Regions from separate parts of the Zea mays genome. Here region 2 is linked to region 1. Evidence: chromatin contacts called from public Hi-C data. All regions are on one chromosome and are shown on one strand. The core of a region is the stretch at or near the end of the contact, and the rest is flanking DNA. Distances in the headings are between cores, read along the strand shown.

Region 1 (7,847 bases), core at 2,024-4,523:
ATGTCGAGAAAAGTCTTAAAGTCAAAGTCAGCTTTTAGACTTGGCCTTTTGGACTTCGTTTTATTAGTTCTTTTTATCTTTCCCTCTCTGTCTCTATGGTAGGGGTAGGGGTTGGTGGCGGCATCTCAATCTGCACTCTGCAGTTTTGTCAACTTCATGGCTGCACACCTGCAGTGCTATCTCTAGTGACACCAGCGCTATAGTTTCTTACGTACTACTATATAATTGATTAATTGTCCCCTCCATTTGAAAAGGAATATAATTTTAGGCTACTACTCACTCCGTTTAAAATATAATTCGTTTGACTTTTTTAACTCTAACTTTAACCACTCGTCTTATTTTCAAAAAAAATCATAAAAAATCTAAGTCACATATAAAATATATATGATAATAAACAAAACCACAACAATTTTTTTTGTTTCTCGCAATTCTTTAAATAAAGACGAGTTAGTCAAACTTATAATGAAAAAAATCAAATGAGTTATAAATTGGAGGGTACCTAGTTACATTATTTTAAATTTAACTAAATCTATATGAAAAAAACGTATTGAGTATGGTACGGTACCGAATAGACGGTATTAGACCAGTCGTAAAGTATATTTTTTTTATTATTTATGTTTGTTCTCTTTTGCGGTCATTAATATTTCTTTTCGATAAACTTGGTTTGACCAGAGATACAGAACTAGATTGCTAGAATTGCGTCCATTGTCAAAAGGAGGCGGTGTTCAGTAATTGTTGCTCGCTTCAACTTGGAAGAAACACCAAATGCGTGTGAATCCGACAGTTCTGCAGAAGGTTGACCTAGAGGTCGACGTCAGGCTAGCTAGCTCCATTCCATCTGCTAGTACAGCTGGCACTCTGTCGTCACGCGGCACTCCAGAGCCTCTGCTGCGACTCTTATACGCAGAGAACAGGTTTCTGGTGCCTGGTGGCTGAAACAAATTGCACCTAACACTAAACTCAATAAGGGGCATGTTATGTTTGATAGCTCCCACTAAATTTTAGGTCATGTTCTAAACCTCTAGAACAAATTGTTAGTCACTTAATAATTTGTTAACTGGTTTTAGGTGGATTGAGATAACTAACAACTAATGGTTAAGCTAACAATTAGCTTACCCATTAGATGACCCGTTATAAACCTCTTAGCTAATTTTAGCCGGTTACTATTAGTTCTAGGCCATGTTTGGTTCGAGAGACTAAAGTTAGTCCCTCTATTTTAGTCATATTTAATCCCTAAATTGCCAAACTGGTGGGACTAAAACAATGACTAAATGGTTTTTGTCTCTAGTCCCTTAAGGGGTGACTAAAAGGAACTAAACCATATTAATTCCATTTTTTTACCCCTCCTTTATTTCAGTTGCACTAACGAAGAAAGAATGCTAAGGGGTATTTTGGTCCTCTTATAATTCATTTATTGCATTTTGAATAATTTTAGTCTCTAGAACAAAACAATGTAGAGACTAAATTTTAGTCCTCTAACTAAACTTTAGTCTCTGGACTAAAGGAACCACGGGCCCTTAGAAATTTGGAACAATACTTTATTCATCTAAATTTAAGTCCCTAGATAGGCAAACATGTATATAAACTAAAACTAGACTACACTTTAGTTCCTATTCTAAGTATTTGCATCTGTCTCTGAATAAATAGATTTACAGAGTTGAAGTAAAACTTAAACCAAATTTAGAGAGAGAGAAATCCATCAAAATTAATGGCAGCAAATTAGTATCATTACTTGTGATATAAAATATATTTTTCATAATATGTTTATTTTAAACTTAAAATAGTTTGACTTACGCTATGTCCAGCAGCATGCGGAAAGAACTGAGCATGCGTTTTTTTTTTGTGTTTCCGTGGTCGACTATTCGCCTTCTAGCAGAAAATAAACCCTCAGCCTCCGAGAATCCTAGATTAATGGGTTTCTCTCTCCTCTGGAGAACCAACACACCTAAGCTCGCGCACTGGCAGTGTGAAAACTGAAAAGTCGACGATGACCGTTCGTCCATGATCCGTCGCGAGCCGGTTTAACTCCATCTCCATGGACGGACGGCATGCGAATATGCGATGTGGCGTAACTATAGCATGCATGCATGCATGCATACATGGCAATGGCTGATTGATGGTCCGGGGTCGAGGTTGGTGCACGAACCTGTAATATTCTCGCAGCAAAGTTACAAAGCTGACGCGGATCGCCAGGATTGCTTGCGCTTTACTAGCTCACACGGCAACCGCATGCGAATATGCGATGCGACGGGCCCGGCGTATGCTTGTGTTGCCGGAACAAAACAAGGCGAACAAAATGGATGGGGTCCTCCCTCCGTCCCTGCACCCTGGCCGTCTGGTCTGCATTGCGTGGATCCGCACCGTGGATTTCGGTTGGTATATATGCACGTTTGCAAAAGCAAGGCCTTATTTAGGTCCTGTTTGATCTTTCTAACACTTATTAACAAGATTAAATGGCTAATGGACAAACAGTTAGTCGGCATGTTTGTAGGTTAATGTGCTAAAATTAGCCGGTAGTTTGGCACAATGATCCAAACAAGCCATTAGATACTCTAGTATTTATCTCAACCCACGTGTATTCAGGTGGATTAGAGTATAAATTAAATTAATTTACACCTTAGGCGTCGTTCGGTTGTTACGGATTGGTGGGTCAGAATGATTCCTAACCGAATTGTTTCTCTACTTTATATAAATTTTAATTAGCTGGAACGATTCCGGGTGCAATCCGACACGAACAAATAAGATCTCAATCTATCCAATCTATGTGGATTAAGATGAATAATAGAGTATCGGTTTCTTTGTTCAGTGCTCCAAAACACTTTAAACACACCACAATCATACATAGGTAGGAGTAACAACCTGCGCACACTGCTCTACCAAAGAGTACGGTGGTGACTGGTGACAGAAATTCATGGCGCTTTTGCTCACATCAGGTGATCAGCCTGAAAAGGGCAGCGACACAAAAACGCTCGGATGGGTGAGTGCTGAGTGGGTGACAGAAGGGCGCGCGGCAGGCACGCACACGCACCTTTCCGCCGCCGCAATCCGGAGCGGAGGAGGCCCCGCGCGCCGAGCTTTTTCCCACGGCCGAGGCCCAGAGCGGACAGGTGGCGCGCCTGGCCGGCAGGCGGCAGCCCGCGGCCTCCTTCCCTGCAACTTTTCCACGCTCCGCCCCAAATCCCAAGAAACTGACGGGGCATCGGCGCACCCACCCACGCAGACGCAGGTAAAAGAAGCTTCCACTCACTCACTCACTCACTCCCAGTTGCCCCGTATCAGCCAGTATCTTCAGATCATCACCATTCACCACTTCACCGCCCAGCCCAGCCAGACTCTCATCAGGCGAACCCGTCCGTCCACCACCCGTCGGCCGTCGCCATCGCGCGCCACTTCCGCTGCAGTTCTCGCCCTTTTCTCCCTCCTTTCGCCCGCTGCCGGCTCGGCCTCGATGTGCACCCTCGGCGCGCACGCCACTACGCCAGGGCGGGAGCCAGCAGCAGCGGTAGGGTAGCGCAGTGCTTATCTTCTGTCTATAAAATGGGCACGCACGCGCACGGCAGCAGCCGCGGCCTCACTTTCCCTGCGCGCTCCCCACCTCAGCTCAGCTTCAGCCCGCCGCTCTCCAAGGTCGCCAGCGCCATGACCCCTAAAGGTGGGCGCGTGGGGGACGTCGGCAGCAAGAAGCCGACTCCGCGAGCACATCCGCGCTACGTCCCCAGGAGAGGGTCGGTGCTGAAGGGGATCGTTCGAGGCGTGCTGGGCCTCGTCTTCACTCTGATCAGCGCGCCGGCGAACTCCGGCGGCCACCGCGTGCGCCCGGCGCCGCCGCCCGCGCCCGGAGAAGGGGGTGAAAGTGATGATGGCGCGGAGCAGGGGAAGTAGGTGGGTGCTGGTGGGGTTTATCTGCGCACTCACTCTGCGGTGGCGATCGGCTCTCGACGACCCAAACTTTTATCTGGGCCGTCCGTTCACTGCTTGTTTGATGTTTGTGTCGTCGTAGCAACTTTGCAGTACGTTTTGTTCTTGCACATGTACCTACGCGTCGTGTCTCCTTGTGTTTACATCGAGTCTCCAACCACTGCTAGTGCTTGTGCTGTGGTTTTTTTTGTTTGTTTCTGCAGATGGTTTTTGAGCAGCTGAGCAGATATATCTCAGGTGCTAGTCACTCCAATTTCCTTCTGTTAAGAGTTTCTTGTTTTTCTCAGATGTTTTTTTTTTTGGACAAGAAGCTTGCAGGACTACTTAACGTAAAAACGAATGAAAAAAGCAAAATCTACATGTTGAAGATGATATCCAGGAAGAAGTCATGCGACATACATGCATTTTCACGGACACGATTTTTAGGTCCAGACGACCAGATCATGGATTCACTTTTTTTCCTTCTTTTCTTTTCTTCTTTGGAAGACTTGGGTCCAGATAATCTCTTCCGGAGCTCGTAATTCTCAAGTTTAACATAAGATGTCACAGCTTGTATGTGGAGTTAGTTTGTCCAATGCTAATTGCATCGGCAACGAAAATTAAATCACTCCAACTTGTCCCACCATGACTCAACAATTGCTAGTGTCGCAGTAACTTGTAAAGGTTTAGCCCGTTGAGACAATCTAATCTTACTGGAATTCAATTTTACATGCAGACCAAAGTTCATGCAAGCATGCCAGAGGGGTAATTTGTTTTCTTGAACTGAGGGTAATATAGTTTAGTGCTACATTTTTATATCGACTCTACCGCTGTTTTTACCCCTGGAATCGGACACTTCATATGCTAAAAGCAAATAGAGCGAGAGACGGAAAGGAGAGAAATGTAATCAATCTGCGCACGACCATCCCCTGTTTGTTTCTGGCGAATCCTACCCCTGGCCCTCACTCGAAGCCAATTCCCTCCAATCCCCATGGGCCATGGCGATGGTTGGATATCAGGATATTTTTCAGGTTCAAGGTTTTGAGCAAATGGTTGGATCAGAAAACATTTCTGACACAGATGGCAGGGTGAAGGTTGCTTGCAGAGGAACGGTGTACATCAACAGTTCAACACGGAGATGCAATGGAACAAATCCAGATCAAGGCAAAATGTCTAGACAAAACTGCTTGTGCATGATGTCTCACTGCATCTCTCGTATCTATTCCTTAAAACCACACACACAAAAAAGCTTCTGCCAGCCAACCAACTGCACCAAAAATTTTGGCCTAGCCTTTAACTTTCTTGGACCTCTTTGGGAAAAGCTTGCGCCCCTCAAGGAGAACCTGTTGGTGCATCTGCTCCCACACCAAGTCAAACTGGTCATGGAATCTATCCTGGTACCACAACTTGAGCTCAGGATAGAGAAAACCAGGATCAAAATTCCACACGCCTCTCAGTGCTGCCCTGCTGTCGACTAACTTCGGACCGATCTTCATCCTGCTAAGAAGATCTCCCACTCTCCGTTGCCTGGCAGGCCCCAACACAGCGGATGGTGACAGCGCGAGGAAATCCTTGGCGTCCCGTAGACATGGCAGGACGTCCCCTTTAAGCAACGCGCATGCAAACACCTGCAGCCGGCTCGCACCGTCTTTGATAGGTAAACTGTGCAACGGAAGCTGCCAGTTATGACGAGAGAAGACCGGGCTAACGTAGCAGTAGACTTGGTCGTTCAGTGGGTCATAGTACGGCTTCGGATCTTCCAACGGTGCAGAGAAGGTGCAGAGGGAACTAGCATACTTCAAAAGCCACCCTGGCTTTACGGTCGTTACACCGTGCATGTATAGCCTCTTTGTACTAAGTAGCTCCGAGTAAACTACAAGCTCTGGGGCAACTTGGGCGACAGATGATGATCGGTGCAGATATATTGTATCATCAAGTGCACAAGACTGATAACGAACGGCTCGAACCTTTCGATCGTCTTCTGATGGTTTCAAATAGGTGTGAATCCTCCTTGCAACTCTATCAGCCCATCCAGCGCAAATTCCTTGCCCAAGAAGTTCCTCTTCATTCAACTGCAATATACTGGGCTCGTTCCTCCAGGCCCGTTCAACCTCAGCAGAGTCACCCGAATTCCAAGCAAACTCCTCGCACCATTTGCTATGGCGAAATATTAACTGCAGAAGCTGCTTTCTCAACTTTGACATCTCTTCCATGGTTTTAAGATGAAGTGAATTGGCTCTGCAGAATTCCACTGGGTTTTCTGACAACTCAAAGAACTGCAGGGCACGAGCGATGGTTAAAGCATCACTGCTAGGGTTAGAAAACTTTTCCCGTGCCTCTCTAACCACAGCCTTGAGCTTCTTCTGTCTCTTCCTTTCCCATGGACCATTAGCTTCCAGATTAGTGTTTTCTACTGATTCACCATAAGTGTCACATTCATCCAATTGCTTGAGAAAAGGATTAGTAAAATTCAAACCTGATGCAGCAGCAGCAGCATATCCTAATATGAAGTTAGATCTAGCAAAGCCTTGCTGCTTATTCTTCAAATTCTTAATCACTGTAAGAAGAAGACGAGAATGTCTTGGGCTCATGGGGTACTGTGCCATTGCCTTGCCCATAGGTGTAAGTTTTCCATCACTATGAAGTGCTTCCAATGTCTTTAAGCAACGCTCAGCTTCAACCAAACTTTCCTTGTTTGGTGGTGTTGGGAAAGGAAAGTTCTCAACCTGAAATTCAGCATATGTTTTGTATGAGCTAAAAATAAAGGCTAAGAAAAATATTATTATCTGATAGAGAAATTATTAACCATATGCTGCAGCACCTTATCAATAGACATGAACTTGAGCATCAGGACAACACCTTCAACTGGAATTTTCTTAATCTGAGGTTCAGCGAATTCAGGGAATAAATCATCTTTACCATATGCTGCAGCTGAGTAGAGACGGTAACAGTGGCCAGGCCCTGTTCTTCCTGCTCTTCCAGCACGCTGGGATGCTGATGCCTTGCTTATCCATTGGACATCATAACTTGACATCCCAGTAGCATGATCATAATTCTTAACCTTTTCTTTTCCAGTATCAACTACATATTTTATGCCTGGAATTGTTAGAGAGGTTTCGGCAACATTAGTTGCCACCACAACTAATCTTTCCCCCTCTGGGACATCTTCAAACACTTGAAGCTGTTGTGAAGCTGATAACTTTGCATAAAGTGGCAAGACACGAAGTCTACCATGTGAAACAGGCTTATGTTCTGTGCATTTACTAAAACAACGAAGTGAAGTGCTGGTCTTTTCTTCACATTTAGCATCACTTAATTCCTCGACACTTTCCAGCACATTTGGTATTCCCGACAAAGCTCCAAATGATGCCTTCAACGCAGATGAGCTCTCAGCATCTTTCAAAAATGCTAATACTGGAACATCCTCTTCTGTAGTTTCAATAGTAACAGACTCTTCGTCATCGGTTTCAGTATCCATTTCGCTCTCCGTTTCGTTGTCAGAAGAATCAATATTTGTCTCAACATTCATACCATCGTCATCATACATACCATCGTCATCATACGAGGAAAACATGTCATATCGGTGCTCGGGTTCATCTCTGTCAATATCATATGCTTCAAAAATTTCCTTTTCATCTACTTTTGGGCATGGACCATTGTCTTCACCATCAGTTTTCCCAGGATTCTTAGCAGTTTGCACCTTGGATGCTCTTCGCAGTTTCTTACACAAGTACTCCACTTCCCGTTGTCCAGTGACAAATACGAGGATTCCACCTGGTGGAAGCCTCTTGTGGATTGACATAACCTTTTTATAAGCTAGCCCTAAATAATCATCATGTGTCCTCTTTGAGAAGTGAACTGATACTGGAAACTGCCGCACAGGTACCTTAACAGCTGGTGGGATCACGCCAAACAACCTTCTATTTGAAATAAAGTCCTTTAACTGCAGA
Region 2 (7,847 bases), core at 1,488-3,987, 150 kb before region 1:
ATGATTAAAAAAGGGCCCAGCATCGTGCCCCTGGCCCCTGGGTATGACCCGCCAGTCGCCACCGGCGCAAAAGCTTCTCAGCCGTTCAGGCAGGCCACGTCTGTACGGCGTCGGCGCCCCAGCAGCCAGAGCTGAAGCCAGCGCTCAGAAACGAGGCCCAGAGCCGAGCGCCGGAGCCCGGAGCCTCTGCCCACTGCTTTGCTGGCTGCTGCCATCTGGACAGGCCATCAGAAGGCTTCCATGTACGTGAAAGGCATGCCATCTAGTCATGTACTACTACGGTACCTACTCTGTATGACTACAAATACAGTATTGTTTTATTCTCGTTTTCTTTTCTTCCTCCATGTTGCTAATAATATAGGCACTAGGGGTAGCAGGAGTACTAGCATTTACGAGAAGCTTCGGAAGTAGTAGTACGTAGTAGCAGTACTCTCACTCGGACAGTGTTATGGACATCATCATTGACCGTACCCGACGCGGAGCAAGGAAGGAGAATTCATAAAACAGCAATGATGTTTAAGACGAAATAAATTAATTCGAAAAACAACACTTTATCTATAGATAGGGATAATTTGGTCCATTTTCTTGTGAGCTGAGAAAAAAAATATAGATGTAGTGTTGTTTTCTAAATTTATTTGATAAAACTGGTGATGTTCTTTGAATTGATTGAAAATGAGTGCTATTTTCTAAACAATGTCTCAAATTAGTGCTGTTTTTTTAGATTCACACGGAGCAGGAAGGCCACACGCTGTAGACCGTGTAGATACTACAGTGGTAGCACTGGTCGCGCACGAGTAGTTGGGCGTGCAGCGTTATTTGACTTATTTCGCACCTCAACACATCTGCATCACTGACGCTCTCGGAACGTACGAGCGCGCGGGCTAGGCCAGTCCGTCACTCGCCCGTTGCCCTTGCCCCGGCCGCCGGCCATTATTTATTATCACACAAGCGAACAGACGCCGTCCGGGCGCCCGTACGGCGGCGCCAGCATGCACGTACTGTGTGGGCGTGAAGGTGTGGCTCGCCGCGGTCAGTGTCCAGTGTCCACGTTCGGAGCGATACGTGAGATTACCCGGTCGGGCGGTGGCGGGTCACGGTCACGCAACGCAAGCCTGCGCTGTGGCTGCATGCATTGACTCCGCTCTAGCGCACAGTGGCCTATACTAGTACTACTACTCTACGACCCACCGGACGGACGGACGGACGGCAGGGCGCAGAGGCATCAGGCAGCCTGCCTGCGCCCATCCATCAGGAGTTCAGACGTCGCATCGCTTCGCTGCTGAAGGCTTCCCAGTCCCAGTGGACCGAGGAGGCATTCCAGGGTACCTCACCTGGGCTGCTCAGTCAGACCAGGCCCGTACAATTTTTTCTGTTTCATTGGGCCTTGGCCGATGGGCTATCGATTAGAGGACCAGGTCCAGGTTGCTATTTAGCCCAATTTCTTCCGGCTTCTCTTTCCCAAGAGTCGGGCGACAGGTACGGCTGGTACCGGACGAGGCGAAGCCCGAAGGAGGTCGCCTGAAAAAGTCACTCGAGTGGATTTCACACCTAAATTTAGACTGATTTGTCACAAATGACCGATTACATTAACTGTGTCTAACATCGAGTCGTAGTGGAACAGTCAGCCATCGTCCCACTCATGAAATATGGGTCCCTAGGTGCCTAGGCCTGTGGTCCACTTATGACCTATAAAGCCTAGGCCTTGATGGGTTGGCCATCTATAGGAGCCGAAACACGACGAGCCACGCCGAGACCCAAGCTACGGAGGCCAGGAGTCAGCGTGGCACAGAGATAGTAATGATGACGTTGGAGCTCGTCGTCGCCCACGCGCCACCAGTCTTACAGAGCACAACGAGATAAGCTCAGACGACCGGGTACATGCCGACAAGCATGACTTTACCAAGATAGAACGCTTTGTTTTACCACAACACAATAGCTCCTTCCTTGAAAAGCTATCAGTAACCGACTCCCACCTTAGCCTATAAAAGGGGAGGGTCGACCGAGGACATACAAAGACCAACACCCGAACATAGAGCACGCGGAGAACTGCGGAGACCAACACCCGAACATAGAGCGCGCGGAGAATTGCGGAGACCGGAGCTAAGGAGCACACCGCGACGACGCCCAAGGCTTAGCTAGGTCGAGAGCACCAATTTTGTAGTTCTTAGGTCTCATTGCGCATAAGAGACTTGGAAGCCTTCCCCTCTCTCGTCCGATTATAACCCCTAACATAGCATTGAGCAACAAAGGTGTCGATAGCACAAGCCACCGAAAACTGGATGTATGGACGTTCTGCCTGAATCAGTAAACCTCCTTGCCCACCGAGGACACCATTTGGACCCCTAGAACACCCACAATCAAATTTAAGCTGGTTCGAAACACTTACACACCGATTTTGATTATCTTAATCTTTTTTGAAAAGAACATTAAAAGCTCTACCTTTTAGATATGAAGTTACACAAAATTTTATATACAAAATAGAAGGGTTATAGGCAGAAGAATGAAGATATTTTTTTATATTTATGAAGTTAATTTGGAGACATAAATGAAAAGCATGCTCTGAAATTGTGGCTCCTGAAGGCTGAATATTAGGTTATAAATTTGATACTACAGTTTTTTTTTACTTTTGAAATATTATATTTTGTAACGGGATAGAAATGGAGTGAATTCCTCACGCCTCAAAACCCAAATGCACACAACAATATATCTAACTTATTCTTGCAATCATGAAACCCTCGAACCAAATACAACTCACGATTATTCTCAACATCCATCAGTGGAAATCCGAAGTGGGATGACTGAAACAGTGAAATGTCACTCCACTCCATCCAAAACAAACAAAAACAGTGAATTCAGAGACGCAGCCCGAAAACTAAAATAAAGCACACGAAGCGTAAAAAACAAAAAAAAAGAAGAAGAGAAAACATTCGCAATCGCTACCCGTGGTGTACTGGTGTGTATAATTCAAACTTCCTTTCAATTCAACGGTCAACATTCAAACCCCGATCCCAACGAACGACGGACAACCTAGCCAGTCCACAGTCCACACTCGCGGGTTTTTTCCCCTTCCCCGTCCGCGCCCTAAGAAACTGCACAGGCCGTCAGGCCCACAACGCACGCTCACATGCAGCAGTCTACTTCTATTTTCCATTCAACGCCGGCGAACGCAAGGCCAAAAGCCCAAAACCTATATATTCCATGTACTACTGATTCACAACGCCGGCGACGCCCACCCAGCCCCGCAGCCGCAGTCGCAGTCCAGGCCAGCACCACCCGTCAGCTTGCGGACTCCACGCACCGTACATGCAGCACAACAGTTCAGCCGCACAACAAACCGAGGTCCGAGGGACATCGTCAATATTAGCGCGCGGCGCGGGGATGGTTACGCCGGCGGTGTCCCGCTACCGGCTTCGCCCGCGGTTGGTGCGTGTGGCGGTGTCAGAGATCCCGCTCGCCACGAGGCGGACGAGGCAGCAGCCCGTGGCCGCGACGGAGCCGGCGATTCCGAGCAACTTCCTGTGCCCGATCTCGCTGGAGATGATGAAGGACCCCGTGACGGCGCTGACGGGAATCACGTACGACCGGGACAGCGTGGAGGGGTGGCTGCAGCGCGGCCACTCCACGTGCCCCGTCACCGCGCGCCCGCTGCGCGCGGAGGACCTGATCCCAAACCACGCCACGCGGCGGATGATCCAGGACTGGTGCGTCGCCAACCGCGCCCTCGGGGTGGAGCGCGTGCCGACGCCCCGCGTCCCGCTCTCCGCCGCCGACGCGGCCGAGCTCCTGGCGGCGGTGTCCGCCGCCGCGCGGCGAGGGGACGCGATGGTGTGCCGCCAGCTGGCGGCCAAGGCCAGGGCGCTAGGGAAGGAGAGCGACCGCAACCGCCGGTGCCTCGCGGCGGGGGGAGCCGCCCGCGCGCTCTCCTCGGCGTTCCTTCGGCTCGTTGACCAGCCGGCGTCGTTCGGCGGCGCGCTGGGCGAGATCCTGGCCACGCTGGTCGTGTTCTTCCCGCTCGACGAGGAGTGCAGGAGCCACATTGCCTCCCCGGCGTCGCTGGACGCCATCGTCTCGATCCTGTCCCACGACGGCGAGGCGACCTCGAAGTCCAGCGCCGCCGTCGTGCTCCGCGAGATCGCGTCGTCGTCCGACTCCGACCCCGAGTGCCTCGACGCCCTGTCCGAGACCAACGGAGTACACGACGCGCTCATCAAGCTCCTGCAGAAGCCCGTGTCGGCGCAGGCCACCAAGGCCGCGCTGGTCACCGCCTACTACCTCGTCAGGGGCAGCGACCTAGCGGCCAGGCGCCTGGTCGACCTCGGCATGGTCGAGCTCCTGGTCGAGATGCTAGTCGACGCCGACAAGGGCACGACGGAGAAGGCGCTCGCGGTGCTCGACAGCCTGTTGCTCACGGAGGAAGGGCGCGGGAAGGCGTGCGCGCACGCGTTGGCCGTGCCGGTGCTGGTCAAGAAGATGCAGCACGTGTCCGAGATGGCAACCGAGTTCGCCGTGTCGGCGCTGTGGCGGCTGTGCAAGAGCTTCTCGGGCGAGGGTCCGTGCAAGGCCGAGGCGCTGCAGCTGGGCGCGTTCCAAAAGCTCCTCCTCCTGCTGCAGGTCGGCTGCATGGGCGTGACCAAGGAGAGGGCCAGCGAGCTGCTCAGGCTCCTGAATGGGTCGAGAGACGGCGTTGAGTGCATTGAGACGGTAGATTTCAAGGGGCTCAAGAGACCCTTCTCATGAGTCATGAACATTGTGCGTAGATTAGGTCATGAATTAAGCTGTGGATAAAAGCTACACGGACGCGATTAGATTAATTTAGGAACTCCTCTTTTTTTTCGTGGTGGCGGGGAACATCCTTTTGCTTCCCCCCTTGCCCCTTCCTTGGTCTGTTGGTCATAGGCTGATGGCCATTTTTGCAGTGCTGCTCTGAATGAAGTCTGTAGAAGTGTATGAACCAAATCATACAGCAGGAAAGAATAAAGCGTTGCTGCAAGTTTCTGACGATTTGCATGCCGGTTTTGAATCTTCTTGGCGCTTCGGGGACGCAAGAGAAGACATGTCCATTCCGCCGTCTGTCAGGCCAGTGCCATGCCATGCCTCTTTAAAATTTCAAAGTTGAGAACACAGTTTTTGACTGGACTGGAGGAAGGACCAAGTTTGTTTCATTATTGTAGTAACACACTACTACTAATGCAAGGCCAGAGACCAGAAGAAGACGTGAAGCAGTTGAGCCTTTACGTTTCCATTTTGTGTTTGGAAGGAAATAGTGTCACATTTGAAAACTGCAGAGACCAGCGTCACAGTAGCAAACAGCAACAAAGGGCTTTGAAAAACAAGACAACGGCAAGCGACACGAACAGCTAGGCCATGTAAGATTTTCGTGCCGCCATCTATCTTTTCATCTTCATCCAGTGCTTTTCTTCAGACGACCGGAGTGGGGTGGTCTTTGCATGGTGCGAGCCGTGATTCATGCATTGCGTTGCGTACGTCCAGGAAGAGAGCAAAAACCCAACTTGATATGGACATGCACTGGGTTCCACGTTCGTTTCGATCCCCGAAACGAACGTTATCCATGCGCACACAGCACACTGGTCCCATTGGTTCCACAAGTTCTCACACGCCGAAAAAAGAAATTCCCTTTTTTGCTTTTGGAGCTTTCGCTTTTCTTTTCTTTTTTGCTCTAGAACGCGCTTTCATTTAGGCCGAACACACACACTTTTGGTGCCAATCTGTGCATGATCTCCACCATCGGAAGCTGATGAGTACGTCAGAAAAGGTTCAGGAGACACACAAAAAAAGTAATTAGGACCACATCAAAGACACATGCACATAATGCATTCATGATTCACGTTTTACTAGCAAGGTGGTCGGCTTCGGCAAATATCACGGACAAGCTTTATTAATAACACTGGCATTTCCCCAACTCGTGTTTGCAATCTATAAGGCTATTCACAATGGGGATTTCATGTCACTGTTTCCAAAAATGCCACATCAGATTTATGGATGAATGAAATATCCTCTCTCAATAGAGAGTTTCATCTCACTATTTCATATGTCAACATACTTCTTAAATGCTGCATATAAATAACCAATATGATTTACTCAATTATATGAAGATGAAACAAAACACTCTCAGTGGAGGTTTCACACAGTTTCCAAGATCTTGGAAACGAGTTAACATGGTTTCATCCCCATGAAACTCCATGAAACTCCATGAAACTCTTCCTTCTTAAATGATGTGACATGTCATCAAAATAGCTGATGTGGCAGGCTAATTAATACATGAAACATCCCATGAAACCTCCATTGTGAATAGCCTAAAGCGCCGGATATACCCCACCAGATAGGTACTTATTAAAGAGGTTGCAATATGAGAAAGGTTATAACACATTGGACAATCCGATGTAACACTAATGAAAGTATCAGATGCTCTTACATAAATGGTCAACAATGGCTAGTTCTAATGGCTAGCTGATATCAGTGCATGCACCATGCTAGTGTCCGGTGAGTATGCAAAAATTCTACATTACTTCTAACCGTGGATTTGAACTTATGCACTATATATACCACCCTAACCGGTCATTTGATATATGTGGGAGCTAGGAAACATTGCTAGAGTGTTGAGAGTCCATTCCTCCATCTCTAGATAACCAAGTGCTCGAATATCACCTAGTGATTCCCGTAGGTCCTTTGTGAAGTGTTTAGTTTAGTTAGATCATTTCATTAGCACTTGATCTAGGTTTTGCCTAGTAATTGGAAGTAAAGATAGAAATCCTCAAACCCTTTGTACTTGCGCACACCATTGTAACTGTACCGAGTGGTGCTTGTAAGTCTTGCGAGATCAAATCAACTACGTTTGTGATACGATCGTCACCGTGCATTGAAGGAAACGAGGTTCGTGATGTTTCAATCGAAAACTCGATACTGCATACGATGTGAAGCATATGGAAGAGGCCACTTCTGGAGCACCACTTGCACGTGGAAAAGGTCTGAGGCTATCGACAGAGTTACTTGACCGGTAACTTGGTCCTCGCGTAGTCGTTTCCTTGCATGGGGCTCCAAGAAGAATTAGGGGAAAACTTGCCACTTCTTGACACATGGTAAAAATACCAACGCATCAATTTGAGTTTATATATATATATATATATTGCATTTAAGCTTTTATTTTTATATTGTGTTACCTTAGTTATATGGTTTATCTTCCTAGCTTAGTCATAGGCTAGCAGCTTGGTTTTGTAACCTAGGTTGCATAACTCGTTGTGATAGAGATAACAATGCTTAATCAAAGTCTTAGTTGCACATAGGATACCTTGGTTCTTTATATATATTTGGAAGAAGTCCATATATATTACTCCTCTCACCTATGAATGATGTCCATATGACCTCCTAAAGTATTTTCAGTTCATTTTCCTGTCCACCTATTTGAGTTGGTTCAAATTACCCCTTGACAAAATTTGCCTTTTTTATTTGTCTATATGCAAACTGAGTTTTCAGTTCAAAATTTTGTTTGTTAGTAGCTAATGACATAACTTACCCTAAAAAATCTATTATAACTTTTATAATTATTTTGATATGTTAAAGATCAGATAAGACAATAACTTTAGTGGTACAAAACTAAATATGCAATAACGATGAAAAATTCTTAACATACTTTTAATATAAGTTATGATGTCCTCAATCACCTCAGAAAATATTTAGTTTTATACCATTAAAATCATTATCTTACCTGATCTATACCGTATCAAAATAATTATGATGATTCATAATATATTTTTAGGCTAAATTATGTCATTATTAGCTAGTAACCATCAAAAATTGAATTGGAGACTTAGCTTGTCACAAAGAAATAA

What was found. Hi-C and Micro-C count contacts between places; a contact is called where the count stands out from the background.
Region 2: a contact with region 1 is called in a Hi-C map of leaf, with 2.6 times the contacts expected there. The contact joins the promoter of LOC100281470 here to the promoter of LOC100382284 in region 1. A contact is called at or near these places in 4 of 25 Hi-C or Micro-C datasets (ear and leaf) and 1 of 3 datasets of contacts at active chromatin or transcription factors (leaf).

Annotation. Positions count from the first base shown.
Region 1 is chr5:213,598,243-213,606,089 of Zm-B73-REFERENCE-NAM-5.0, reverse strand. It overlaps LOC100382284, which reads left to right and starts at 3,273. Exons shown (of 1, transcript NM_001175034.1): 1 at 3,273-4,190. The coding sequence starts at 3,538. The coding sequence ends at 3,882. It overlaps LOC103627696 (ATP-dependent RNA helicase DEAH13), which reads right to left. Exons shown (of 11, transcript XM_020538684.3): 10 at 6,719-7,847; 11 at 4,622-6,623. The coding sequence ends at 5,184.
Region 2 is chr5:213,751,522-213,759,368 of Zm-B73-REFERENCE-NAM-5.0, reverse strand. It overlaps LOC100281470 (U-box domain-containing protein 21), which reads left to right and starts at 2,737. Exons shown (of 1, transcript XM_020537784.3): 1 at 2,737-5,421. The coding sequence starts at 3,304. The coding sequence ends at 4,737.